Linked DNA regions of Mus musculus: all the other regions are linked to region 1. Evidence: chromatin contacts called from public Hi-C, HiChIP or PLAC-seq and capture Hi-C data. All regions are on one chromosome and are shown on one strand. Each heading gives the region's core, a stretch centred on a gene start, on an enhancer-like site or on the middle of the called end of the contact. The rest is flanking DNA. Distances are from core to core; before and after follow the strand shown.

The links. A called contact is a pair of places that touch in the nucleus more often than the background predicts. HiChIP or PLAC-seq counts read pairs in DNA pulled down with a chosen protein or histone mark. Capture Hi-C pulls out chosen DNA fragments and counts their contacts.
Region 2: a Hi-C map of uterus shows a contact between it and region 1, with 2.1 times the contacts expected there. The contact joins two enhancer-like sites. A contact is called at or near these places in 2 of 484 Hi-C or Micro-C datasets (both in uterus), 4 of 115 datasets of contacts at active chromatin or transcription factors (cardiomyocytes, embryonic hindbrain, neural tube and 1 more) and 1 of 9 other capture datasets (embryonic stem cells).
Region 3: an H3K27ac HiChIP or PLAC-seq map of extraembryonic endoderm stem cells shows a contact between it and region 1. The contact joins two enhancer-like sites. A contact is called at or near these places in 1 of 15 datasets of contacts at CTCF or cohesin (embryonic stem cells), 1 of 484 Hi-C or Micro-C datasets (bone marrow-derived macrophages), 9 of 115 datasets of contacts at active chromatin or transcription factors (bone marrow-derived macrophages, embryonic basal ganglia, embryonic limb bud and 6 more) and 1 of 9 other capture datasets (embryonic stem cells).
Region 4: a Hi-C map of bone marrow-derived macrophages shows a contact between it and region 1, with 16 read pairs. The contact joins two enhancer-like sites. A contact is called at or near these places in 3 of 484 Hi-C or Micro-C datasets (bone marrow-derived macrophages, embryonic fibroblasts and liver), 6 of 115 datasets of contacts at active chromatin or transcription factors (bone marrow-derived macrophages, embryonic basal ganglia, embryonic forebrain and 3 more) and 1 of 9 other capture datasets (embryonic stem cells).
Region 5: a contact with region 1 is called in a capture Hi-C map of embryonic stem cells, with 6 times the contacts expected there. The contact joins two enhancer-like sites. A contact is called at or near these places in 5 of 484 Hi-C or Micro-C datasets (bone marrow-derived macrophages, embryonic fibroblasts, embryonic stem cells and 1 more), 3 of 115 datasets of contacts at active chromatin or transcription factors (embryonic forebrain, embryonic stem cells and extraembryonic endoderm stem cells) and 1 of 9 other capture datasets (embryonic stem cells).
Region 6: a contact with region 1 is called in an H3K4me3 HiChIP or PLAC-seq map of bone marrow-derived macrophages, with 10 times the contacts expected there. The contact joins two enhancer-like sites. A contact is called at or near these places in 1 of 15 datasets of contacts at CTCF or cohesin (pro-B cells), 3 of 484 Hi-C or Micro-C datasets (bone marrow-derived macrophages, embryonic fibroblasts and uterus), 5 of 115 datasets of contacts at active chromatin or transcription factors (bone marrow-derived macrophages, embryonic stem cells, extraembryonic endoderm stem cells and 1 more) and 1 of 9 other capture datasets (embryonic stem cells).

What each region holds. Positions count from the first base shown.
Region 1 is chr4:55,512,261-55,516,612 of GRCm38.p6, forward strand. No RefSeq gene overlaps it. Among named protein-coding and RNA genes, the nearest start is that of Klf4, 18 kb to the right of the region's middle. Within about 2 kb of position 2,586, at least 148 of the 459 cell types and tissues checked have an H3K27ac peak or open chromatin away from gene starts, as enhancers often do. A contact at or near this core is called in bone marrow-derived macrophages, embryonic stem cells, extraembryonic endoderm stem cells and 1 more, where this site is marked.
Region 2 is chr4:56,419,726-56,424,077 of GRCm38.p6, forward strand. No RefSeq gene overlaps it. Among named protein-coding and RNA genes, the nearest start is that of Gm34628, 56 kb to the right of the region's middle. Within about 2 kb of position 2,051, at least 8 of the 459 cell types and tissues checked have an H3K27ac peak or open chromatin away from gene starts, as enhancers often do. A contact at or near this core is called in uterus, where this site is marked.
Region 3 is chr4:56,191,275-56,195,626 of GRCm38.p6, forward strand. No RefSeq gene overlaps it. Among named protein-coding and RNA genes, the nearest start is that of Gm42291, 120 kb to the right of the region's middle. Within about 2 kb of position 1,972, at least 5 of the 459 cell types and tissues checked have an H3K27ac peak or open chromatin away from gene starts, as enhancers often do. A contact at or near this core is called in extraembryonic endoderm stem cells, where this site is marked.
Region 4 is chr4:56,069,088-56,073,439 of GRCm38.p6, forward strand. No RefSeq gene overlaps it. Among named protein-coding and RNA genes, the nearest start is that of Gm12519, 70 kb to the left of the region's middle. Within about 2 kb of position 1,789, at least 43 of the 459 cell types and tissues checked have an H3K27ac peak or open chromatin away from gene starts, as enhancers often do. A contact at or near this core is called in bone marrow-derived macrophages, where this site is marked.
Region 5 is chr4:56,050,059-56,054,410 of GRCm38.p6, forward strand. No RefSeq gene overlaps it. Among named protein-coding and RNA genes, the nearest start is that of Gm12519, 51 kb to the left of the region's middle. Within about 2 kb of position 2,108, at least 19 of the 459 cell types and tissues checked have an H3K27ac peak or open chromatin away from gene starts, as enhancers often do. A contact at or near this core is called in embryonic stem cells, where this site is marked.
Region 6 is chr4:56,024,421-56,028,772 of GRCm38.p6, forward strand. No RefSeq gene overlaps it. Among named protein-coding and RNA genes, the nearest start is that of Gm12519, 26 kb to the left of the region's middle. Within about 2 kb of position 2,456, at least 5 of the 459 cell types and tissues checked have an H3K27ac peak or open chromatin away from gene starts, as enhancers often do. A contact at or near this core is called in bone marrow-derived macrophages, where this site is marked.

The DNA of each region.
Region 1 (4,352 bases), core at 1,336-3,835:
AGATTTCAGGTCAGTCCTGGCTGGAAGGTCTGGAGGTGCAAGCTCTGGCTCTCACCAACCTGAGCCATCTCCCCAGTCTCCAAGAGAGGATATTTTCTTTTTCTTTTTTTTTTATTCATTTATTTATTTTATTTTATTGAGTGTATGGTGGAAGAATGAAAATGGGTCAAAAGGGAGGGAGGGAGGTCTTTCCCATGCGGGACGATCCGTGCCTTGGGAAGGAAGGCAGTCAAACGGGTTCGTGTGTAGTCATTTGTGGTGCTTTATCCAAAAGACTTTGGTTCTGGCCTCCCATTTTATTCTCAAAGGGCAGCTTGGGAACCCTCCTCCTCCATGATTGTTCCCCACTGTGGTGCATGCATGGGTTATGAAAAACAGAAGGCAGGAGAGACTGGCTGACCTCCTTATTTGACAAGATGGGCTGGAGAGATGGCTCCATGGTTAAGAGCACCGACTGCTCTTCCAAAGGAACTGAGTTCAAATCCCAGCAACCACATGGTACCCAAGGAGCTGAAGGGGTCTGCAATCCTATAGGAGGAACAACAATATGAACGTTATAACCAGTGCCCCCAGAGCTCCCGTCTCTAGCTGCATATGTAGCAGAAGATGGCCTAGTTGGCCATCATTGGGAGGAGAGGCCCCTGGTCTTGCGAAGATTATATGCCCCAGTACAGGGGAATGAGGATATTTTCAAGAGCTAGAGAAGACAGGAATTTTCTTTTCCTCACACCTTATCATAATCCACAAAAATACCATATTTGGATTTTTGCTTTGCTAAAAATGAATATTATTACATCAGTGCTCATATACTTCTTGTTTAAACTGTTTTGCCTTTAAAAAAAATTTTTGTGACAGAGTCTTGGGGAAACAGCCCATGCTGGCCTCTAACTTTCAATCCTCCTGCTTCAACCTCCTGAGTGTTGGGATAACAAGCACGGACTACCATACTCAGTAGGACTAATTACAAACACCGTACCAATGCCCTTCTCATCATAGCCCTTTACTTCTGGTACAGAGAGCACCAGAAAACCCAAAACAAAACAGACCCCCCTAAAAAAAAATCCCAACAGATCAGTCTGGTGAGGTTACACTTCACTTGCCTGTGCCTTACACGCCTACAGTCCCAGAATTTGGAAGGTGAAAGAAGAGGGGGTGAGGTCCAGAGTATGTGAGACCCTTTTAGAAAAGAAGCAGAAGCAAACAAACACATAAAAACTCCTAATAGATTTCCATGGTGACTCTTGTCTCCGTTCACGCTGACTGTTGAATTAGATGCCCCAGAACAGGACTGAAAAAGAACATGTCCAAGAAGACCCATTCCCCCCTCTCTAGGCAAAGTGCCAACCTTTAGCGAGAGCACACAAGTGGCAGGTGTCCCAGGAGGTATCCTCTGATAAAGTCAAAGTCTGGGAAAGGGCGTGAAGGCAAGCTCTCCCCAATCCACCAAATCTGCACACTGCTCCATTCCAGCGGGAACTAGTAACTCACCCTGAGAGATGTGCCTGCTGTACTGGGTCCAAGGGAAGTTATAGGATAAAGACCTCTGGCAACTGGTAAGTCTGTGTACACTAACACTTTCTAACACGATCACTTCAGAAAGAATGTGAGATGTGTGTGGGAGAGGTGTTAAGGAGAAATGAGAGCACATGGTCCCAGTAGTCCGAGCTTCCTACATGGGCTGAGATGTGGCTTAGTGGGTACTTTCTTCCCTCTTAAGTGTCTGAGAACACAGTAGCACACGTTGTCTGAGATGACACACACACACTAAATAAGGAAAGAAATGGGGAAAATTAAGTTGTACTCTGACCTTATTACAGGAGCTGCAGCATATAAGCCACCGCCCCAACTCCACTTAAAAACCTAGTTTTCTGCATTGCAAGCTGCCTGAGTGAGCAAACATGACTGCCACAGGCAAAGATCTATAGACCGCTGAGCATCTGCTATGTGTTGTCAAAAAAGGACCCTGGATCTGCTGGTTGACTGTGTGAGGAGTAAAGTCTCTCTTTGCACCTGTTTTGTGTGTGTGTGTGTGTGTGTGTGTGTGTGTGTGTGTGTGTGTGTGTGTGTGTAGTACTGTTGCTCTTGGGCCCTGACAGCTGATGTCACAGCTAGGGGCTTTGCATTTCTTACTTGGGAAGCAGATAAGATCATTACTATTTTGCAACGAGGAAATGAAGTTCAGAGAGAAGACAGTTGAGTTTACAGCCACAGGTGACAGTATCCCACCTGGGCAGTCGGATTTCTTCTCTGTGGGAAGGTAAATGAGGGGGGTTGTAGCTCTGCTGTCCAAGACCTACGTAGCATGCACAAAATCCTGTCTTTAATCCTTGGTACCAAAACGATAAGAAACAAACCCAGAACCCTGTCCTCGTCTGCAGCCCACCCACTCCTTCTCTGAAATGATCGTACGACCTCCCAGTATTCATCCGCCAAGAAGAGGCCTGGGAATCAAGTTTCAGGAGCCCCAAACCAAGTACTGATGAGAGTCAAAATGAGAAATCCCGTACAAGAGTCAGTCTAGGGCTTGGGTCTAGGCTCTCCCTCCTGCGGCCGCGTTACTGCAAGAGGACCGGCGGGAGGCGCTGCAGACCGCGCCGCACCCGCCTCCAGCTCAAGCCCTCAGGCCTCCCGGGCACCGGGGCCGCCCAAGAGCGTCGCGGACTCTGGGCGATCGGCTCTTCCGCCAGCCACACCCTACGATCTTCCATTCCACCTCCTCTTGGAGAGGAACAGGGACGCTAAGGAGTTCTTCCGGGCGTGGCAGGGGACCTGGAATACGTTGGTGCGCTCCGGCAGAGCGAGAACTGCCCTCAGCGGGGACTCCAGGCGGAGCCCGATGCTCACTGGGTCGCGCATGCGCCGCTTTCCAGTCCAGTCCCAAGTCTCCTCCGCCAGCTGTAGCGGAGCGGCTCGCACCGCATCCCACCCCACAGGGAACCCTATTTCCGACTTTGAATCCCAAAGTGGATAGGCTGGTTCTGGGCTTGCATTGCAGCCAGCAGAAGCCCAGGCAACTGACACTCCAGTCTCCGGGGTGGGGACCCTGGTCGTCTCTGCTGATTCCCCCAAAGCTAATTGCCTCAGGAGAAGCACGTAGACCATCCAGGTGCTGGGCAGAGAGGAAAGGTGTTTCTGAGAGTTAGCTTATAATAATACATCAGCATGCACGTTGGATTTCCATTTTCGCTTTTTCATAGCTTTCCAATCCCCAAGGACTCTGTAGAAATTCAGGTGTGTGATTGTTATGTGTGTGCCACAGATAGCGATGGAAGAACTGCCCAGAACTTGTTGACATTCATTAAAATACAAGCTAACATCCTCACACGTTTTAGACCTACAGTATTAGGAACAACTCATCATGGCAAAGTTACTCGCCCAACATCTGTTCATTCCAATGGGAGGGTTTCTTTCCTGCCAAGAATTTTATGAATTTTATATAGGAGCTTGGTCCTGTTTGGGGAAGGTAGAGAAAGCCTGCCAAAGCGGCCTGGAAGAACTAAGGGATGATTCGCTTGTGACTTTGAAAAGGCTCTTGACGCTGGGAAAGTCGCCCTTCGGAAGAACACAGAAAAACAAAATCCCAAACAAGTGGCACGTGACCAGAAACAGCAGAGCAAGGTCAAGGCCCAGAGTCTGGCCGACCCACACGATTCTGTTCTAGCTTTGTTCAGAGAGGGTCTAATCCTTTGTGGAGAGAGGGAGGGTATTATGGGCCTGAAACCCAAACAACTCCTATCTGGGGATGCTGCAAGCTCCTTTCATTTCACACAGACCAGATAGGAGTAATCGTTCATCACCCAAACTCCTGTTAATCTCTGCATCTCCAATCCATTGTCTTCTCAATTGGAGTCTGCTGACTGGAAAGTTTATCTCCCGAAACCCATCATCAGGGGTGCTTGGAAGCCATCAGAGGGAAAAGGGCATCCAGTGAGTTAGCCCTTGAAACATTAATGATTACCTCTGGACTCAATGCGGGTTTGTTTATCCAAGCAGATTTCCAATAGGCTTCTCCTTAGCCATTGAAAGAACTATCTACTGTAGAGTAGGTCTGACGTGAGCAACGGGCAGGCTGTCCTTTTCCATCCGAAAGGCCACTGCAGAGTCTTCACACTAAGTGGAATGGGCTGTGCTGTCGTCATTCCGGGATTTCAGATGAAGTATGTCATGGTATTGTCTTCACTGTGTTGTGTGATGGAAGAGAAATAGAAGAAACAATCCTGATATGTTTTAAATAAGTATCAAGAGGAAACCAAGCAGGGTAAAGAGCTAAAGACGAAGCAGCAAAGCTCTTTTAGTACAATCTGGAAAGAGTAACTCCTAGACAGCATTCCTTCTGGAATGTCCTTAGTGTG
Region 2 (4,352 bases), core at 801-3,300, 910 kb after region 1:
CCTTGGGGAGACCTCACCTTACTCAAAGCTAACAGTTTATATGTGGACATCTGAGCTTGATTCTCAGAGCTCAGTCTGTCACTAGCAAGCCTGTGTCAGGGCAATCTGACTGATGATTTTACAAATAGAAATTAAACTAAAGAATGTACTGTCAAACCAACACAAGGTTCATGGCGGTGGGGACTGGCAAGCACACACATATTCAAGGTTTTATATATATTCCTATACCTGTATGTTGATACATGTATAGATGAGCTCAAAATATTATAAATTTTAATCATCCTTTCTTCATTTTCAGATGAGGAAGCCTTAGCTAACTTCCTTGTCTATAGTTGTAAGCCAGAAAGTAACAGATATTCACAATTAAAAAAAATTCTCCATTCATCCTATTATCTCAGAACACTCTTTAATTTTCTATGAGCACCAATTTTAATAATATAATATTCTAAACATCTCTACTTTACTTAAACTATTGTAAGTATCTTCTTATATTAAATATGATTCGAAAACCACCACTGAGCGAGCTGACTTGCTATCTCATCAGTGAGGCATCAAAATTGGGTAGCCAAGTTGCTTTCCATTTTTTCTTTTTCAAGTAGAACTGCAGAGAAAATCCTCTCAGAAAAGCATTTTAACAAACACTTGTTTCAGAATTATTTTCAGGTCACAGGAAAGAGTGTCTTTCTCAGTTTCTCCTGGTGCTAGCACCTCGCCTTTCCATAGTACAGCCCTGACAATGGAAAAACTGAACTTTGATGCTTTGTTCTGCTTTCATTAGGTTTCCCACCAATGGTGTGCTGTTCCAGGATCCAAACCAGCATGTTGCACTGCACTGAGTGTAGCAAACTGTATACATGCATGTGCCATTTCTATCTATTCTGCACTGAGTGTAGCAAATTTTATAGGTGCCTGTGCCATTACAGTCTATTCTGGATGTGGAAGAATGAACTACTGGAAGTATGAGCCCAGGAGAAGAGAGGGTTTTTTTTTAATCATTTGATACATATTTGATTGCCCACCGGAAGTGTGGTGGCAACACACCTTCCCCACGGATACATTAGATGCCTATTTATGCTGCTGTCATCTCTGCCTCGTGTTATGATTGCATATAATGACAGCCAAGTTGTAAAAAGAGAGATGGTGGTAGAAGGCCATATCTCTCTGCTGATCTATCTGGTTTCAGAAAAATGTGAAGCCCCCTTAGCAAACCTTGTCTGGGGAAGAGAGAGGAGGACAGGATGGTTTAGTGTAACAACTTAATAGAGGGTATAGAGATACAAAAATAGAGACATGAACATCGAAGAGTTTATGTTCCTATAGGCCAAGGTTAAGATGGGGGTAAAAGTGTCCTGTGTTCAGAAGTTGAAAAAGAAAAAAGTTTAAAAAAAATAAATAAACCCTATGGAGCTGAGGAGATGGCAGAGTCGGTAAAATCAGAAGCATAAGAACCTAAATTCAAATCCCAGCACCCACATAAAAATCCAGATGTGGTGATGATGCACACCATTAATCCCTGTATAGGGGTGAGGGGCAGAAACGAAGAACCATTGGACATCTAGTCTAATTCAATTGCTGAGATTCAGGTTCAGTAAGAGAACCTGTCTCAAAAAAAACTGAGGTAGAGAATGATCAAAGAAGGTATCAGATGCCAGATGTTGACCTCTGTCCTCTGCATAAAGTTACACACACACACACACACACACACACACACACACACACACACACACGCACACACACACACAAGGCACATGGGTGGGGATAAACACAAACTGAAAGGAAAGTGATTTGAAAGAATATGGAAGTAGGAATCAGGAATTGTGGGACTGGGGTAGAGCAAAGAAGATGCTCTGCTGGTGACATTAGATTACCACACCAAGATCCCAGACCCTACACCTCGATACACAGTCAGATGATTCTTCAAGGACCAAGAGAATGCAAGAGGAAACTGAAAGGCTTCAGGCCATTGCAGGAAGGGTGGGAATGGGGGCTGACAGCCAAATCTGTTCTCTTTGTCGTGTCGGAAGTCAGGTGGCCACAGGAGGTGACCCTGACCTCAGTCATGAGTCAACTCAGTCCGACAGGTCGCCACACACCTGTGAACGTGCCTTCCTGTCTGGGCTGTGGTTTGCCTTTGCTGAACAGAAACAGGGACGAAATGAAGAGGAGGACAAAAGCAGACTCTTGGGTTTCAGCATTTTCTCTGTTGTCTACCAGAAAATTGCTCAAGTGAGCCAAAGGGGAAAGCCGTCAGCAAAATCCACAGGCTGGGGAGGATCCTGGAATGTAAAATGTGCTGCAGCAACTGCACAGGAAGAAGTTATCTGTCCACAGGTAGGAATAAAAGAGAGAGAGAGAGAGAGCAATGTAAAGGCTCATAGTTTTTTTGTGGGGTTTTTTTTTTTTTTGGCTTTATGTGTGTGATCATTAATCATCTTCCCAAGAACAGAGGATGGTTTCCTTACTGTAAGAGGAAAAGAGAAACAGATCCCTTTGGCCAATATGCTACCCAGATGTTCACCAGAGCCCGGTATCTTTTTTTTCCACATTTGATTTGAAGAAGTGAGAGCTAAAGTGGCAACCAAAGAGTAGAGGCTCCTGAAGACAACATCACCTATTCCATGACGGCTGTGACAACAGTTCCCCTTCACAGTCGCAGGGTCTGCAAGCTTTCAAGCGGAGCATCCAGCCATAGTCTGACAAAAGCCATGGAAGTATTTGGTGGACAGACTCTGGCCAGTTCCATCCAGCAGACCTGTTATCTAGAAAGACAGAGAGAGGCCCGTGTGCAACTGCCAGCCACAGGCAATGCTGGATGTATCCCAGCCTTCAGTTGCTTCCCACCGAGTCCGTCATTCCCTGGTAGTTAATCACCAAAAGGAAGGACTAAGTCATTCACAGGTTTGGTGGAAATAATTCTAGGAAGGTGCAGGGGAAAGGGGAAAGGTGCTACACAAAGACATTGAAGCTCAACAGGACTGACGTAAGTTTAAAGACACGCTCATTAGGACGGGCATGCAATCCACTTCCCAAAGGGTTTGAAGTGCTTGTAATGGTAATGCAACTGTAAAACAGTCAAAATGGTTTTTTAAAATGCTCGAGACTGTCACAACCCAAACAGAAAAGTACCCAGATCCTCACTGACTTCATCTGCCTGTAACTTTCAAGAAGCAGAGACCAGATCGCTTTTCATCCTGGGATCTCCACAGACAAAGTCTCATTACCAGCCATGATTTATTTTCTTATTATCTTATAGTTTTATTTATGTAAATATTGTATGAAAGCAAATCTTATATTGCCTTAACCATAAGTGAATATCCCTTCTCACGTGTAAACATTTAACCTTGGGGGGCAGGGAGGGACGGGGCATGGCTAACATCTGACAACAGAAGAATTACAAAGCACACCTCACGGGGTGCACTGAAGAAAGTTTTGGCCCTGATGTTTACTTCAGCTTCATGTATACACAAATAGACAAATAAAGATGAGGGTGATGGAAAAGACAAAGAAAAAAACAAAAACAAATCCTGCAACCTTTCTCAAGCCCAAACAAAAGCTGGGATATGAAAACTGAAATTTTCTACCTAGAGGAATAGACATCTGATGATGTATCCAGATACGGCCCCAAAATGGCCACAAGCACCATCAGAGCCTAGTCCCTCATCCTGGGAAATGTGAGACCCAAAGGTCTCTGAAGGTGTCTGGGCTCTGGCACTCAGTGGTGTCACGGTGAAGTCGTTTAACAGTCAAACATTCTGTGTGAGGCACACGTGGCTGCTTAAAGTGGGCTGGACAAGGAAGCACTTGATTTCTCTGCTTGATGAAACTTGGCAAAGAGTCATTTGCTTCTTCAAAAAAAAGTTCCCCACCCCTCCCCCGCACTCCACCCCCACCCGCCCACCCCCGAGGTCAGCCATTACACCATGGGCCCATGATGCTTTGCAAATCATTACATGGATGGAGTCTCTCCCAACTCCAGCGGCTTCAGGAAATGAGCCTACGAAGCACAGATCCTTCCGTACTCAAAAGCCAAGTTCGCATGAAATCTAAAGTGCAAATGAGCTGAATGGGGGTATATCTTTTACTAACCTGCTGTCTCTTTAGAGAGGAGACAAGACTTCTAGAATTTAGGTTTTCTCTATACTACTGTCAATGGGGTAAGAAATGTCCCCTTTTAGAAACGCAGATAAGGTTTGATTGAGGAAATAGCTCAGCAGCTAAGCACACTTGTTGCTTCTCTAGAGGAACCAAGTTTGGTTCCAAGCACCCAGGTTAGGCAGCTCACAACCACCTCGCAGTCCATCTCCAGAAGATCTAATCCTTTTTTCTGGACTCCAAGGACCTCACACTCTTGT
Region 3 (4,352 bases), core at 722-3,221, 680 kb after region 1:
CAGGGGTTTCTAGTGTGAAATCAAAATATAGATGGCCCTGTGCAGGTAAGAGCTAGATATTCCGTTGTTTCCTAGCTCATAAAGAAAGGCAAAGGCTACTTTCAAAACCAACTTTTCCAGGCTTATGGAATCCTTCAAAGGGAATAAAAGAACTCACCTTTCATGAATTTTTGCTTCTGAAAGTTTAGTGAAAGAGTCCAGGAGAGCTACAATGGCTAGCTCTTAGGAAAAACATAATCATGTAGAAAGGCAAAGATTTTAGGGACTCTTACTAAGCTGCTGTAGAAGGACTGGCTTATCTAGGGAGGATGAAGAACACTGGTTTATCTTTTCCAGAAAACCCAGAAAGAGGAAACTTTCCTGGAGGAACTGCCTCCAGCAGGCTGGATTGTAAACAAGTCTGTGGGGCATTTTCTTGATTATTGATTGATGTGTGTATTTGTGGGAGGGGGTGTTAGATGCCAACACTCAGACAGGCGGTCCTGGGTTGTATAAGAATCCAAGCTGAGCAAGCTATAGGGAGCAAGCAACTAGGCAGAGGTTCTCTAGGTCCGATCTTCATGCCTCCAAGCTCTTGTTTTGAGTGCTGCCCTGATTTTCCTCGATGATAGATTCTAAAATGTAAGGTGAAATAAACCACCCTTTGCTCCCCAAGTTGGTTTGCGCAGAGTTTTATCCAGCAATGGAAAGCAAGCTGTGCAAATGTGTCTCTCCTTGGCACTTTGTATTCTAATTACGTCGGTATTTGTTTTCCAAGTGCGGTGAAAGAGAAAGCTGTGTATTTGGATAGGGTCAGGCACAAGAGCCTGTGTACAGCAGGCCAGGAATAGAGAATACTCCTGATTGTGTAGGTAGGTGGGTGGAAGGATGGATGGACAAATGGACAGACAGATGAGTGAGGCCCAAACAAAATCCCTTGCATTCCTTGGCAGTGTTGTTATAGTATTGATAAGGAGAAGAATGGAGCTTTAGTATATGCTACAGCTTTAGTTGGCATTGTCTCTTTAGCCCTCGTGACGTTGCTGGTAGGTAGATATCATTATCCTCCCTGAGGAGATAAAGAAGCGAGTCTCAGCGATGTGATGTCAACTGACTTGCCAAGGCTCACGTGAAAGACTGGCAGGCCCCCGTAACAACAAAGACTGATGAGGGTGGAGGAGAGATCAGGTATTGATAGGAATTTCAGACCTGGTCACATCATCTGCTTGGACATTCTGCTCTGCCAAAATACTTTGAAACATTAAAAAACAAAAAAAACAAAAAAAAAAAAAAACATTTAAAAGTGGGTAAGATTTCCAGTGTTTTTTGAAATTGGAGAAAATGAATTGCCAAGCAATAAACAAACAGCGGCTCTGTTTTATGAGCAAGTGGATTAACTTGGAGCACATAGGCAGGACTTGATCACGCACAGGATCCTGCCGTGTTCCAGAGCTTTGCAGCAGTTGGTGTCGCTCACACTTGCTGCCAACTGACTGTGTTTTTCAAATCTCATATCTCAGATTGTGACTTAGCCAAAAAGTAAAAATTGTGAAAGAGTTTTAACAGCTCACAGATCTCATGAAGACCAAATAAATAGTTTCCTAAATACGTTTTCTTTTTCTTTAAATGTAAAATTTGGGGAGGCAGAAACCCAGTCTTTTATGTTCTTTCTAAAGTGCAAGACCCGAGGGCTATGTGCTCAATAATCATTTGTTGAATGAGCAGAATTTAGCACAATTGCATTTAAGTGCACCTGCTCCGGTTACATTGTTAGGGACCACCAAACACAACAAGATGCAAACAAACACTACTGAATCTGGCTTTCTTTAGGTAAGTCTAGAAGCTTCACAGGGGAAAATTCAAAGTAAGAAATGTGAGCACAAACAGGAAAACAAGCTAGCAAGCAGAACTGGGCCACCAGCACATAAAGCCACTTGGTTCAGGCCCAAAGCTGAAGAAGTCAATAGAATGAGCCCTTTAACAAATGGCATGAGTCATAGCAAACATTAATGACATTCAAAACAAAGATGGAAACTTTTTTGTGTTACATTTCTGTCTGGTCAGTGGCTAGCAATTTTCTGGAACTTCCTGCTGAGAAGAGTCTGAAGCCAGATGCAGGCTCAGAGAGGAAGGTGTGTCATGACCTATTTGTGACATCTCCTGGCAAAAATCCTATGGTGTTAGAGATTCCATGATGTGTCCCATGAATTCACACAAGATTTTAATCTCCAAAGTTATATGTTAACATAATGAAGAGGGCAGACACAATCCAGTGTGCTTAGGGGCGGGGCTTCCAAGGACTGATTAGGGTTGGATGAGGTCACGGGAGCTGATCCCTCACAATGTGTCTCAGTGCCTTTAAAAGGAGTGAGACCACAAGTGACATACAGACTTCCTGTCTCTTGCTGTGTAGTCCCACATGCTGCCCTGGTATAATGCTAGTTAAAAACAAACAAACAAACAAACAACAACAAAACAGATTACCAGATGTGGTTTCTTTTTGAAGCCTTTATTTTCAGAATTGTGTATTAAATAAACCTCCAAGGGTCAGCAGGGTGGCTCAGTGGCCAAGGATACATAGTACTAAGCCTGACTTGAGTTAGATCACTGGGACCCACATATCGGAAGGATAGAACCAACTCCACAAAGTTGTCCTCTGACATACACAGTGTTCAATATTTAATTATTTAGCTAATTAATTAATGCAGTAAGAATTTAAAACTAAACCTCTTATGAAGTTATGCTTCAGATGTTTTTTTGACAGGAAGGAAAACCTAGCTAATAGGGATTAGTGAGAACAGTCAGAGGACTGGTATTAATATTTTTTCCATGTTTGCATTTGATAATATAGGTTGAAAAACAAAACAAAACAAAACAAATGACAATGCCTTTAAGAAATAGTTTGATCCACCTGACTCATGTATTCAGCTAAAGATCTTAGTAAAAGAACTGATTGGTCTCTATAACTGAGAATATATGTGGGTAAATATATATGTACATGATGTCTGGTTTCTGGTGTTCTCACAGTTGTGCCAACATTGTTCACACTTGCATACATACATACATACATACATACATACATACATACATACATACATACATACATGTGTGAGTATCAGACAAAACATAGATGAAAGACTTAATCATTTGTATTAATTGATAATATGGCATGTAGCTGGTCAAAGTTTTTGGGTTTCCCAATATTATTCAATAAACATTCATAGATTAGCATATGTTTACAAGCAGAGAGAGAGAGAGAGAGAGGCAAAAGAAGAATTGGCTAACTCATGAGAGATGCTCAAGGTACCAACCAGCATGAGGACTGAATCAGGAGAAGTCTAAAGTGATACGGGAACAGCTATGAACACTCTGAGGACCAGGCCACAATCAGCATACCATGAAGAGCAGCAGCCACACCATCCTCATATTCTAATACCCAGAGCTCTGGAAGCTGAGCCCAGAGGCAGACAGTACAACATACCATAGAGGAAAGGCAGTTGCTTTAACCTAGCTGCATGTGACTCCCTTACATTCTCTACTTCACACTTCCTGTTAGGTATGAAAATAAAGGTAGATGTTTAATGATGTGTACTTTCATCACAAAGCGGTCTCCCAGTTATGTAACAAGTATTCATAGCTTTTTCTGTTCCTGTGATAAAATAATACGAGACCCAAAGCAATGTATGAAAGGGTCTACTGGCTTATGGTTCTAAATGGGGAAGATCCATCACAATGTCGGGGGCGGTGGCGGGGAGCAGAGCAGCAGGTAGTCAAGGCTGGCTGGAGCAGGGAACTGAAAGTTCACATCTCAACCTCACAAATGAAGCAGAAAGAGCCTACTAGGAGTGGAGTAAGCCTACAAACTCTCAAGCCCACCCTGGAGATACACTTCCTCCAGCAAGGTTGTACTATCTGTCCAAGCAGTGACATTAACTGGTGACCAAGTGTTTTACACCTAAACTGCTGGAGGGACGTTTCTCCTTCAGATCACCAACAAGGAGCCACTCTATAAAACCTGCTGTCCCCTCTAGGAGTCAACTCTTGCCTCAGAAGAGTTAATAAACTACTGGATGCTCAGAACTATTCTTATAGAACTAACCTTTGCATAACAGAGATAAGGTCTTAAAAAGAATAAACTATGTCATATATAACAATGCGACTCATAAATCCATACCAACTTGAACAAGTGTGTCCATTGTTTTAGGGCATAGGATATGACAGAATTTCACTAAAAGACAAAATGAGTCAACATTGTTATTGAATACACATTGTGTTTCCTTATCAAAAGCTTCTGTAACTTTGATGGTTTGTTAGTCAAATTATATATTAATATTCATAATATTAATGATAGCAATATAAAAGACCTAACTTCT
Region 4 (4,352 bases), core at 539-3,038, 560 kb after region 1:
AAAGTCTAACAGCAAAAGTAACCATAGTGTACTGATTTCTAAGCTATTAATTAACTTTCCAACTGTTTGCCCATAAGGAACTGCCTTCTGCGGTTAGAACCCATTCCTAAGTCTCTGGTTACCACTCACCACTCACTTACTTTGCAAAACTCACCTAAAGGTACTCTGCCCACGCATCCTTCTGAGTCTGTGCCCTTTCTTTGGAAGCTTGCCCTCTTCCTCTCTTAAGTGAAGGGGAGGTCTCCCAGTATTGCAACTCTTCCATGACAACTGAACAAGCTCTGAGAATCCTTAAAGAATGTGATGTGTCAGAGCCAAGGGACAGTGTGGAAGGACTGACTTAGGGAAGAGGGGGATGAAAACTGGGTTGTAGCAGCCAGCTGTCCTTCCCAATTCTCTTCTGTTGAACCTGTCCTTTATATGGGTTCTCAAAGAACCTAAAGGAGATCCTTGCTAGAAGGAGGTGCTTTGTGTCCTAGAAGCAATGAGGAAGGGCACCCTGCTCTGGAGAACAGCCACTTCAGGCCTTGTCACACCAAGGCAGATGCTCAGTAGGGACTGGGTCTCCAGATCTCCCTTAAAATAGTTTTATGGGTTCAGGCATGATTATCTTGGGTAACATGAATCTTCACACCCAAATAAGGAGTGGGGAATTAACTAGTGTAAAAGAAAGTCAATACTTATACAAAGCAGAATTATAAATGAGACAGGAATTTAAAATGTAAGTCAACATTCTCAGGAAACAATGGATATTGGTAATAGGCTATGCAAGTAAAATATAAAAAACAATGAGGAAGTCATTTTAATATTAATGAATGCAATACGTAAAAGATACAAGGTATGGGGCAAAGTTGATGGAGAAAAATGGGACTGAAAACAGCAGGAGAAACATTCAGAGGGCTTTAGGTTCCTTCCCACAGCCATCATTAAGGAAGGAGGAAAACTATAAAGAAAATGATAAGTATGTAAAGAAACAGAATGGCCCAAGTTGAATGACAGTAGTTAGACAGGATTTTCTTCCACCTCAGTGGACCCTTCCTGCTCACTTCCTGGTAGGGCACAGTGCACTGGTTTCTATGGTTTGGAATCACAGTCTCAACTCTGACATCTGAATGAGTTCACTTCCGCCAGTGGATCACAATGCTGAATTTGGGTTCTAGTTCAGCCTTCCCCTTCCTCTGTCCTGGGTGGCTTTGCTCTGGAGCCTTCTGTGGAATGAAGGACATGGTTCAGTTTCCTTCTCTCTGAATTGCGTTTCCCCATCTGACTTTCATCTGAGTTCTTACTGTCAGTCCCCTGTTGGTTTGGATCCACCTGTGGTCTCTGGATGAAGAGGATGAAGGAGGAGAGAAAACAAGACACATGTGAAAAGTACACTACATCAGAAGTTGGCTGTATGCTCTCTAGATGATGCAAATGCTTAGAGCCAAGCTTTTTCCTTTTGAGTTCTTTGGAGGTTGCTTCTACACCCCTCCAACCTGGAGTCTTTGGATTCAGATGAATATAGCATTATATTGGCTGGTCCCTCTCAGCTCTTCCCACAGTCATAGGAGTCCAACAACCCTTGCCTCTCCATCTACCACTAGTTTCCTTCACCATCTCAAGATGATACCACTAAATAGGTTAATAGACCTATTCTACTTACCACATCTAACACCCTCCCTCGTACACACGCAGAGGCTGTCTCCTCCCACGCAGTCACAGAACCACAACTAAGCCATAGTAAATAGGAAGTTGCTGTTCTAGTAACTGGGGAGAGCAGATGGATGTCAAAGCAAACACATTCTGCTGGCTCTGGCCCAGAGCTCTTGCTGTCTCAGCCTTTGGATTTCCTGGAATGGGCTACATCAAGCCCAACAGCAACTGAAGTTGGGGAACTTGTTTCAAAGCTTTCCAAACAGTCTCAGTGATGCTCTCATCATTGTCTTGGGTGGAAAATAACTTAGTCCCAGAACAGTTCCCTCTTCACAGAATCATCACTCTCTTTATTCTTGAGAGGTTGAGAGAGTCAACTGACAGATTACAGCTTGTGCTTGCTGTGGCTGATTCCGAACGCTTGTGCCTCATGGTTTGGGGTGAGCTCTGGTCTTCTCTGTCTTGGTTTTATGATTTGTGAGATGTAAATAGAGCTTAGCCGTACAATTAATAAAAAGATTAAGTAAGATGACACATGGAAAGCATTTATAAATACACTGAGGGTCCCAGCTGTTGTTCTTATAATGTAAAATCTCCATGTAAACAGGGGATGCTATCATTAAAGCAGGATGACCCATAGGTTCCACATTATGATTAGTGGATCGGAGTTTACAAATTTTCCTGAATCCATGAGCTTAAGTATGAATAAATATGGATCAGTTTGAAGAAAAGACCTAGATAATGTTATTATTATCTCCACATAATTTGCTGAAAAATTACACATGCTTGTCAAAGTTGCAGATTTCAAGGATGACATGTCTAGAGAAGACAAGGGGTTCCATCCTCAACTCATCTGATGATCTTCCTGGCTACTGGGACCCACAATGATTGAGGCTTGGTACTTTTTAAACTAACAACTAAAAAATGTAGTTTCACCTTGGAGAGCCACACATCTCTGAATGGAGCTCAGTTTGTGTTTCCTAAAGAATCCACTAGGATTTTATTAGCCCTTTGTTCATGTTCCAGGGTATCTGTTTTCTACCTATCTGTGACCCTCCCTTGGATTGAATTTTTGCTCTTAGTTTTAAGTACGACATTGGCTTTGGGTGTTTCTGCAGACATTCATTTTAAACACGGCTAGTGGCATCTTGAGGCCATAAATTCTTGTTTTATCTTTTCATCTTGATAATTTAATTTTGGCTTTCAATATTTCCCTCTCTACAGAATTCTGACACTGTGCTTATCCTTGTCCCTAATGAAAGTTTAGAAACTGAATAAAGACAGCATTGAGAGCTAAGAGAGCACATCAAAAGGAGCACTTACACCTCAAAGGAGAGACAAGGGAGAGCAGCAGAAGACAGGGAATCCAAGAACTAATGCTTGAAGGTGGAGGTGTTTTCTGGTAAAGATGTACATTTAAGTGTATTGAAACAGAAGAGCACTGCAGAGCACAGAGACATGGGCAATGCTGTGGTGGACTGTAAACACAGCTGATGTGTGGGAATGCAGGATGAGAGAATGGTAAAAAGTAACCCTGAGAAGATGAAAGAGTCAATGAAACTTCTTTTTTTTTTTTTTAAATGGGATATTTTCTTTATTTAAATTTCAAATCATTTCCCCTTTCCAGGTCTTCCGTTTGGAAACACCTTATCTCATCCTCCCTCCCCCTGCCTCTATGAGGGTGCTGCCCCACCCACCCACCCACTCCTGTCTTTCCACCCTGGCATTCCCCTACACTGGGGCATCCAATATTCTCAGGCCCAAGGGCCTCTCCTCTCACTGATGTCCAACAAGGCCATCCTCTGCCACATACATGGACAGTGCCATGAGTTCCTCCATGTGTACTCTTTGGTTGGTTGTCCAGTGCCTGGGAGCTCCAGGGGTCCTGGCCTATTGACACTGTTGCTCCCTCCATGTGACTACAAACCCCCTCAGCTCCTTCAATCCCTTCTCCAACTCTTCCATCCTGCACCCCTCACTCAGTCCAATGGTTGGCAGCGAGCATCTGCCTCTGTATTTGTCAGGTCTGGCAGAGTGTCTCAAGAGACAGCCATATCAGATTTCCATCACCAAGCACTTCCCAGCATCCACAATAGCGTCTGGGTTTCGTGGCTGTATATGGGATGCATCCCCAGCTGGGGCAGTCTCTGGATGGTCTTTCTTTCAGTCTCTGCTCCACACTTTGTCTCCATATTTTCTTCTGTGAGTATTTTGTTCCCACTTCTAAGAAGCATTGAAGCATCCACACTTTGGTTTTCCTTCTTCTTGGGCTTCATATGGTCTATGAATTGAATCTTGGGTACTCTGAACTTTTGGGCTAATATCTAATTATCAGTGAGTACCTACTGTGTGTGTGTGTTTTTTGTGACTGAGTTAACACCCTCAGGATGATATTTTCAAGTTCCATCCATTTGCCTGCAAATTTCATGAAATCATTGTTTTTAATAGCCGAGTAGCATTCCATTGTGTAAATGTACCGCGTTTTCTGTATCCATCCCTGTCAATGAAGCCTCTTAAGCAATTTGAGTGTTGTCACTAATACACTTCGGGTGCACATACTTATTAAATGAGAGAGGGGAGGGTGACATATTAGGGAGAGTATTTCAGAAACATCACTATTTGCCAATGGCTAGACACCCCATCAGGAGGGCACACTCCATGTCAGGTACCTTCATGTAATGGTCAGCCCTTCTGTCTGTTATAGTGTAAACAATCTC
Region 5 (4,352 bases), core at 858-3,357, 540 kb after region 1:
TAGCTGTTACTTATCTATCAGCACTGCACTGACTTCAGATTACATTCAGTGCATTCCCTCCTGAGAACCTTGATTTGTTGGCATTCTCCAGAGAGTCACTCTCCCCCCTTCCTCCCCCAATGTGCCTTTCCCTGCTGCTCCTCTTCCCTTCACCCATGTGGGCTGTGAGCCTCCAGAGAGAGGCTCCTGCCATGTGGACAGAGAGCAAACCAATAAGCTATCCTTTGTGCAGGACCCTTGTGTTCTCTTTCTCTGGCCCACATTACTGAGAAAGGCTGAGTTACTACTCTGCAGCTCAGAGTGGCTCTGTGAGAAAGACAGAGCAGGGAAAGGACTAGAACCCAGGGCCCTCCCCTACCATCCTGCCGCTCTGAAAGTCACAGAAACACCACCAGACAAAACAGCCAGGGCAGACTGTAGCCAGCCTGGAGTTGCTGAACTCCGGGGAGAGCAGAAAGGACTTTTATGTGGTTTGAGGCTACATTCTATGATTCTTTATGTAGAAACAAATTGTCCTTTTAATTATTGTGTGGGTTGTACTGAAATAGATGAGCATTCCTTGAGCCACTGGCAGCAGCCAGAGTAGCCCAGGTGTTCATCCTGAAGACCGGCCAAGTTGCAAGCTTGCTGTTTGCAAGTGGGAGAGGAGTGTGTGTTTCAAAACAAAATGTTTTGTTGATTTTTTTTTTCAAAATTCAGCTTTTGGAATATTATGAAAGGAAATCACAATAGAAACACAAGCCATTCATGGAAGGTTTCCTTTATGAGAAAGAGTTGGGGACATGTCCTAGTGGGTAGTGTGTGTACTCGAGTATGTTAAAACACAATTGACTCATCTCAGCTTTGCAAAGTTTACAAAGATGGCTCCTTAGATTGAGTAGCTGGGACTGTCCTATTTTGAAAACCTTTTTATATATTCTTTTGTAATTCAACACAGGAAGGAACACTGGCCTACATAGAGCTGGAGCTTACAAACAGTGAAGAAAAAACAAATCAGAATGTCAATTATATCTTTTTCTTTATTCTTCTGCATGAGTCAAGTTTTGATCATGGGTTCTGCAGTGACTCTACAGACAGCACAATCTCTACCTTCTCTATTTCTGCTCAGTGGATTATGAACACAAATTGTTTTGTTGCCCAGTTAGGGCTTTCTACAGACAAAGGCCCAAGATCATGTCCCCTTTTCTATCCTGGGCACCCTTGAGGGTTTTCTGAATTCTCACTTTACACTCTTGCCGCCAGACAACTTGAAAAGGAGGCACAGATAACCAAGCAAACTATATGACAACTTTTCTATTACTCTTGTGTGGGACACAGCTAGAAGCAGGGAGTTCACACAGCAGCCATTGCTGCCCTTTACTATACACATCCTGGGCATAACTCCACTTAAGTTACTTTCTAGGGAATTTCTGTTCTACCAGCCGGGCTGTCTGTGTAAGACTTTGAATCACTCTTGGTGAGATGTTTATTTAAGAGAGACACCAGACGCTGGTAATATGACTCAGTTTCTCTCACAAGAACCATAAGCATGAGTTGGAATCGTCACAGGGCTCATTCACCACCACCACCACCCCACCCCCGTTAAATGTCAAAAGCCTGTATCCCAGGTGCTTCCAGCCTCCATCTACAGCACTGTCTGATTGGAATAACCAAGCCATATAGCTATGGATACAAAGGCAGAGATTTCAGTAAGAACGGAGACCCAGACTATCTGGTTTCCTGCCTAAGGAGCGGTTGCTTCCCTGAAATATGAAAAGGCAGCCACTTTCCTCTGTTCAGTAGTCAGACTGCGGGAGAGTTGCTCAAAACATCAGCCCCTCTCCTTTTGTGTTTCAGGAGAGCTGCATTTCTCCTGGCCTCCCAAGAAGAACAGCCCCCAGCACCTGAGAACCCAAGACCACACAGCAGACCTCCCTGGCACCTGCTTTCCTCATAGCCTTTCTCATACTTCTCAAGACCAGGACACACACAGCAGGAAACTGCTTAGCAACTGCACGTAGGAAACTAGGATTCCAAACTATTCCTGTGGGCTCCCCCCACCTGCTTTTGTTCTCCTGTTTTGTTTCCAGTCCTGTGTGATTATTCCATCACACAGCCACTAACCGGTTCTGCAAGCCCCAGGATCTCAGTTGGGATGACACAGGGGCTGCCCTGGAGCTTGGGGATTACACGCAAAGGCCCCACGCAGCCTGCCAGGGGGAGCCACAGAGGCCCAAGCTCCTTGGACAGCTCTGGTGGAAGCTCTTAGGAACCCTGATTTCTCTGGAAGTGACTGTTTTCCTGTCTTCGTTTTGTTATGCCCCTGCCTCTGACCTTCACCCTTAAGTCAGCAGCCTTGCCAGTTCTCAGGGTTTGCTTCTGCCCTTTCCTCTAGGAAGAAGAGGCCCAACCAGCCAACCTCAATATGTAAATCCTCTGTCCCACTGTATGTTTTGAAATTCCATTGTATTAAGAGAATCTTCCTCATGGGATCTCCCATGGAGTCAGTCTCTGAACACGCCTCTTAGGCTATGCTTTCTCTAAATCTCAGTAACTCTATCTCTGTGTCTCTTTTTCTGTCTCTGTCCCATTTTCTTTTGCGCTCTCTCTCTCTCTCTCTCTCTCTCTCTCTCTCTCTCTCTCTCCCTCTCTCTCTCTCTCTCTGCTTCACTTTATGCCTGAGGATGCATCCACATGTGTCACTCTGTCTTTGGAAGTTTCTTTTTATCTTAATTCACTCATGTGTGGGTATATATATATATATATATATATAGTATATATGTATTAATATACATGGACATTTGTGCTCATGAGTGTGGATGCCAGAAGTCAATATTCACCATCTTTTAAAATCAATTTCCACCTTATACTTTAAGGTATGGCCTCACTGAACGTGAAGCCCACTGATCATCTAGATGGCTGACCAGCAAGCTGCAGGGGTCCACCTGCCTGTCTTCCCAGCACTGTGATTAGAGATGCAGAACAACCATACTCAGTGCCCAGAAAGTCTATCTCTCTTCTTTACCTCCAGGCTTCTCATTTCTCTTTCTTTCTCTGTTTTCTCTCCACCCTCACCCCACAACTTCCCTTTCCTACCCCTGTATTCTGGTGGGTTTTTTGTTTTGTGTTGTTTTTTGGTGTTTTTGTTGTTGTTGTTGTTTTTCCCTTAAGCCTGGCAGCTTTGCCCAGGTCTCAAATGAGATATGATCAATTTTCAGGACAGCTAATTTTGCAAACCAAGGATCGATTTTCCCTCATCCCTGCAACTTGCCTTCCATCTCAGAATCCCTGAGTCTCACCAAAAACACTTCCTAGAAACAGGCCTGTGTGCCCTGGCAGGAGCCACCCAGCTGCACGGCAACCCGGGCGCTCCAGAGGAGACAGATTGACAATTGCAGCCCACAGCTAGCTGGGATTGCTCTGGCCGTGCTCCAGCTAGTCAGAGGCAATTCATATGAAATCAATAGGCCAAATCGACATTTTCAGAAGTTAACTCAAAAAAATCCCTGAAGATTAACCAGCCTGTGGCCTTTGCTATGAAATTGTTACCACACCACTTTCTTTTCTTTTGAAAATCCAGATGGGCAGATAAATCCAAAATGGATCAGCCACATCTGCCATTCCTCCACACAAATTATACCTCTCCCACCACTCCCCTGTCTAACAGGCAGCAATAGGCAGGGGCTGGACGAGCTGATTCTTCATGCTAGGTTCTATGTTTCAAATTCCCGTTGTATCAAGAGGAGCTGCGTTGTGACCCCACCGAGGCAGAGATTACAAACGGACAAACTGAAACTTGTCCTTTCCAAAAGTAAAAACCACAACAGGCGAATGGCTGCTGTCCTCAGGCCCACACATATCAACAGTGACACCCAGCCCATCAGTTCCATTCTCTGAGGGACTGAACCGCTGTTCAAATAAAAGTCCAGTAGACAGCTTTCATTTACTGAGCCCTCTACCCTCCACATTTGCTGAGTATAACAGTATTAAAATCATGGCCAATGTAGAGATGAAGGCCTTTGTTGCAAGGACAGAGGAAGGGAAAGAAGAAGGAGACAGGTGGAATGGTGATGGGAGCCTCTGAGATCAGCACTTTGGATGCAGAGTGGCTGACCTTATAGGAAACAGAGCAGCCCTGGTGTTTTGATCTAAGAATCAAAAGTCAAGGCTGTGATTCGGAACGTCTCTTTGAGATAAGGTTCTAAAACAAGAAGGATATAAAGCAGATACAAACATTAAACTCATAGAGAGAGCCAAATTAAAAGATCTTTGGGAATGCAGCATAAGAAATACTTGATAGATTGAAACTGGCTCGCGTTTGCTTCTCAGATGAGGTGCACAGGGCCTTAGGAGGCTAAGTTGGTAGTGTAAAG
Region 6 (4,352 bases), core at 1,206-3,705, 510 kb after region 1:
ATACATATATGTAAAGGCTGGTGAGTGCCATGGGGACAACTTCCTGGGGATCATACTCAAGTCACCAGGCCTTTTCCTTAAGCACTTTTGACCTGATGAGCCATCTTGATGGGACACATTTACTATGGTGATTACATATGCTTTTATTAGATTTAGAATCATCTCTGAGTGTATCTGTGAGGATGTATGCAGATCCATGGGCTTGGGTCCTGGGCTGAAGGAGAGAGAAAGGTGCTGGGAGGCCTGTTGACTACAAGCATCCATCTTTCTTCTTCATAAATATGACCAGTTAGTTCCCTACCTGCTGCCATGCCTAACCACCATGATGAAGTGTATCCTTTCAAACTATAAACCCAAACAAACCCCACCTTCCTTCACTTTCTTTTGTTGGTTTCTTCTCATAGACATGAGACAGTGACAACTGTACCAGTGAATCACAGATTCTGTTCTGTCACAGAACTTGCATTCTAGAAGTGAGAGTCAGATCCTAAATGAAAAGTCCCAATACTAAGCTACAAGTTAAAAGTTGATTAGTACCCTGGAAGTGAAAATGCAAAGCGAGGGAAGAAATGTTGGACGTTTTGGGGTACTTAGGGAGGAGCTAGTAGAATATAGCACAGGACAAATTTAGTTTCATTGAAATGATGGAATCCCCCAAAAATGACTGAGTCAAGATAAAATAACAAAACAAAGTAAGAAAGAAGGGATGCTACCAGACTGTGTGTTTTTAGGAGAAGAGCATTCCAGAAAGAGGAAGAATATTCTCTCAGGTATGCACACCATGTATGTCAGAACATCGAGGAAGGATATGGAGCTACAAAAATGTAAAAAATGAGACCTAGGGACAGAAATGTCAGGATGGTGAGGAGAGCTGGTGGAATCTTGGATCCACTATGACATCCCCAGAGTCACACATGGTAATCCTTGACTCTGAAATCTTAAGACTGGAACAGATCTGAAAACATACACTCAGTGTGTGTGTGCCATTGTGAGCATGCGTGCGAGTACATGCATGCATGAGTTTGTGGTGTGTTTATACAGTCTTGTCTTGATGAACCACACAGCCCAGTGGGAGAGACGTGTAAATAAACATACAATCAGAACTGTCCTGTGATGAACAGATGCCTCAGTAGACAAAGACTGTGGCTTGAGGACTCAGAGGAGGATACGTCATCCTCTTGCAAGAAACAGGGGAGGTTCTAGAGAGAAAGACAGTAGGCCTGTGGTAAAGGGAACATTCATCAGGCAGTTATTTTATAAATTTTCCCATGGGTACACCGAAACTCCAAGGATTTGGATTCGTCCTGAGTTTACTGGTACCGACACCAAAAAGGGGCTCTGCTTTCTATTTGGATGATACTCTGTAGATCACGTGTGTGATGAACCCAGCTATTAAGCATCTTTCTCCAGACACCATCAAACAGGAGGCCATGGCCACTAATCAGGGCATCTTGTGCTCCTGATGTCACTGCCTGCCCTCTGTTGGAACATTTCTTGCTTGAGGACTCTCCTTTAATAAAATCTAGAGCGAGCATTACAAAGACAGCTCTAGGCAAATGAATTCTTCATGCCGGAAAGTCCTAGAGCCGCGCAAGAAGACCTCCTCTCAGACAGAAAGCGTGTGGGCAATAAATGTGAACCACCGGTACCTGAAGCTGACACAGTAACTACCTGACGCACTGACATGGATTCTCCCTGAAAGAAGAGAGTTTGCAAAATTGGTTTCAGGCCGGTTTGGTTTGAGGTCTGGGTACATTTATTTACAATCGGGGTGATCACAAGTCTGCTTTCCTCCTGATGATAGGATGGGGCACTTGTCTTTCCAAATCCTAAGATTGTTTGAAAATGGAGTCTGAGGAGCTGTGTGGTGGCTTAGAAAATACTACAATTACACTATATGCTTTCATTTTTCAAGGTGATATTTAAAACAAAATCATTGGTTGTGCCATCAGTGGTTATTGGCAGATGAGTCACCACACTTAAGTTAGCAGAGCCCACCTAGGTGTCTGCTAACAAAGGGGAGAGTAAAGAAACTACAGTGCATATACACAATCCATTTTTCTTCATCCATAATGAAGAACTCTATGTATTAATCTTCAATAACATAAAAATAAATATCACTGGTTTCTTTAGTCAATAGACATATTTTCCTAGTGTTTCAAGTCTATACCATCTTTGTATCAAATATCGTAAAAACTTGGAGAAATTTCTATCTGAAACCAACCTTCACGTTATAGATGTATAGACAGATAGATATATGGCCAGATATTAAGACATATAGATATAGGGCAAGAATTTCACCATGGCTTATGTAAGAAGCACATAAAATTCACAGCAAAGCAGATCCCATGTCCCCTGACTCATCCTTCCGTGCCTTCAACAAGTTGACAGTGTGCAACTCACAGAACATGTGCGTGCGGCAGATTCTTCCTGCTTCTGGCTGAGTCAGAGACAGGAAGTACGGCTTCCTTCTGGATTCTTCCATGACACCATTGCATCCTCCCTTAATAAGGACTCTCACTTAGTTCATCTCCTTCATAGAAGGCCATTTGCAAACACCTGTTCACTGCCAGGCTGATATGGTTGCTTGCATTTGAATCACACTCTTCAATCTTAACCTGGTGCATTATTGGTAAGCCCACAGATGGGGAAACTGAGGCACTGGAAGCTGGCATAAAATGGCTGGGAAACAGCAAAGCTGGAACGCTCATTTTAAAAGACATAATGCTTTTATTTCCTTCCATTGCACTGTGCATGCCAGCTTCAGAAGGTCGGGCTCCATCAGAAATAATCTTTCCCAATGGCAGCTCAAAAAGTAGAATCAGTGTTCACAAATAAACCCTGGTGGGCAGAATTAAGATCACAATTTAGACTTCTGGGGTAGCAGGACTATTTTTTTTTTAAACAAGATTGCAAAAAATAAAAATGGCAGTAATATTTTCCACATACTCAGTGACTCTTCTCCAGAGCAGTTTCACAAATTCAACGGAGATGAATCACAGGTAGGATTTACGAGTGTGTCCAACATGTAGCAGTGTGGGAGGCCCTATTACAGACAATGTCTATGTAATGACAGGAGCGCTGAAACCAGGCTGCTTAAATCACAGACGCTTGGCAGATAGGATGGATTCATTATGATTGTGTAAGAGGGCAGAAAAAGAAGAGTAAGTAGTAAGGCTTACTCTAGAAGCGGCTATTCATAACGATGTAGTAGTCTTCATCTTCCTTCTTGTCCTTGGACACGACTTAAAAATATTCTTCCAGAACTAGACCATGTAAATATGTCTATTCTGCTTTCATACTTGGTCATCATGGTGTTATTTACAGGCGATTGGGATCAGAATCCATTATATGCATGTGTGGTATTCTCAAAGAATTACTTAAGATACTATATTGCAAAGATATTATATACTGTGATATAAATTATTCCTTTAAAATAATATTTGGTGGATAGAAATAGTCCGAGTGTGGGAATAAAAGAAAAATAGGGAAGAAGCATGCAAGAGGTGAAATTAAAATGCAAAAGAAAGGAATGGAGATGGGGGTGGTCCCATGAGAGAAGACGACAGTGACCATCTCATGCCAATGATACCCTGGCCTCTCCAGCACCAGTTAGCTTTTCATGGCATCATTTGGTTGGCTCTTAAACCCACTGTGAGTCCTTCCGTAGCACTGGCAAGCCTTGTCTGGAAAGGGTCAGTCAGTATGTTGTTCATGCTTTGCCAGAATTATGATGTCTGTAGCAATTATTCAACTCTGCCCTTAGAGAACCAAATCAGACTCCTCAGTCCAATAACATTCATTTGGCACAAACACAGTAAGGATGGGATATCCTCCACCCCAGGGTGGGTTCTTTTATCAATTCTCATCTGGACTCTATTAATAGTCTCCAAATATCTGTTGGTGGAGTTTTTGTCTTTGTCCTCAATCACCTGAGAGAGATTTGAAAATCGTTACAGAAAAGTCAACAAGATGCATACAATGTCTGGGGCATCAGAGAAAACGAAGCCAGTTGATGTGTGTCAGTCAGTGGGACAGCCTTGTAAGTGGAAAGGTATCTAGCCTGAGTTCCCATAATTAAGCAGAACTTCACCTATATGTATCTATGGTCTATAGTGTTTCTTCTCCCCGATAACTTAGGCATGTCTCCATGGAAACTCCCAAATCTTGGCTTTACACAGAGCAGTAAAATTTCCCAAGAAACTTGTGGGCACTTTCCAGGGCAGACATTACCAAATCATTGCTGTGGCTTATTTAGCAGCCTTGTTTGATCACTGTGCTAAAGCAGCAAACACGGTTCTTCTTTGAAGTCTCTCTGTGTTAAGTTTATTTGGTGTGCGCATGCATGACAT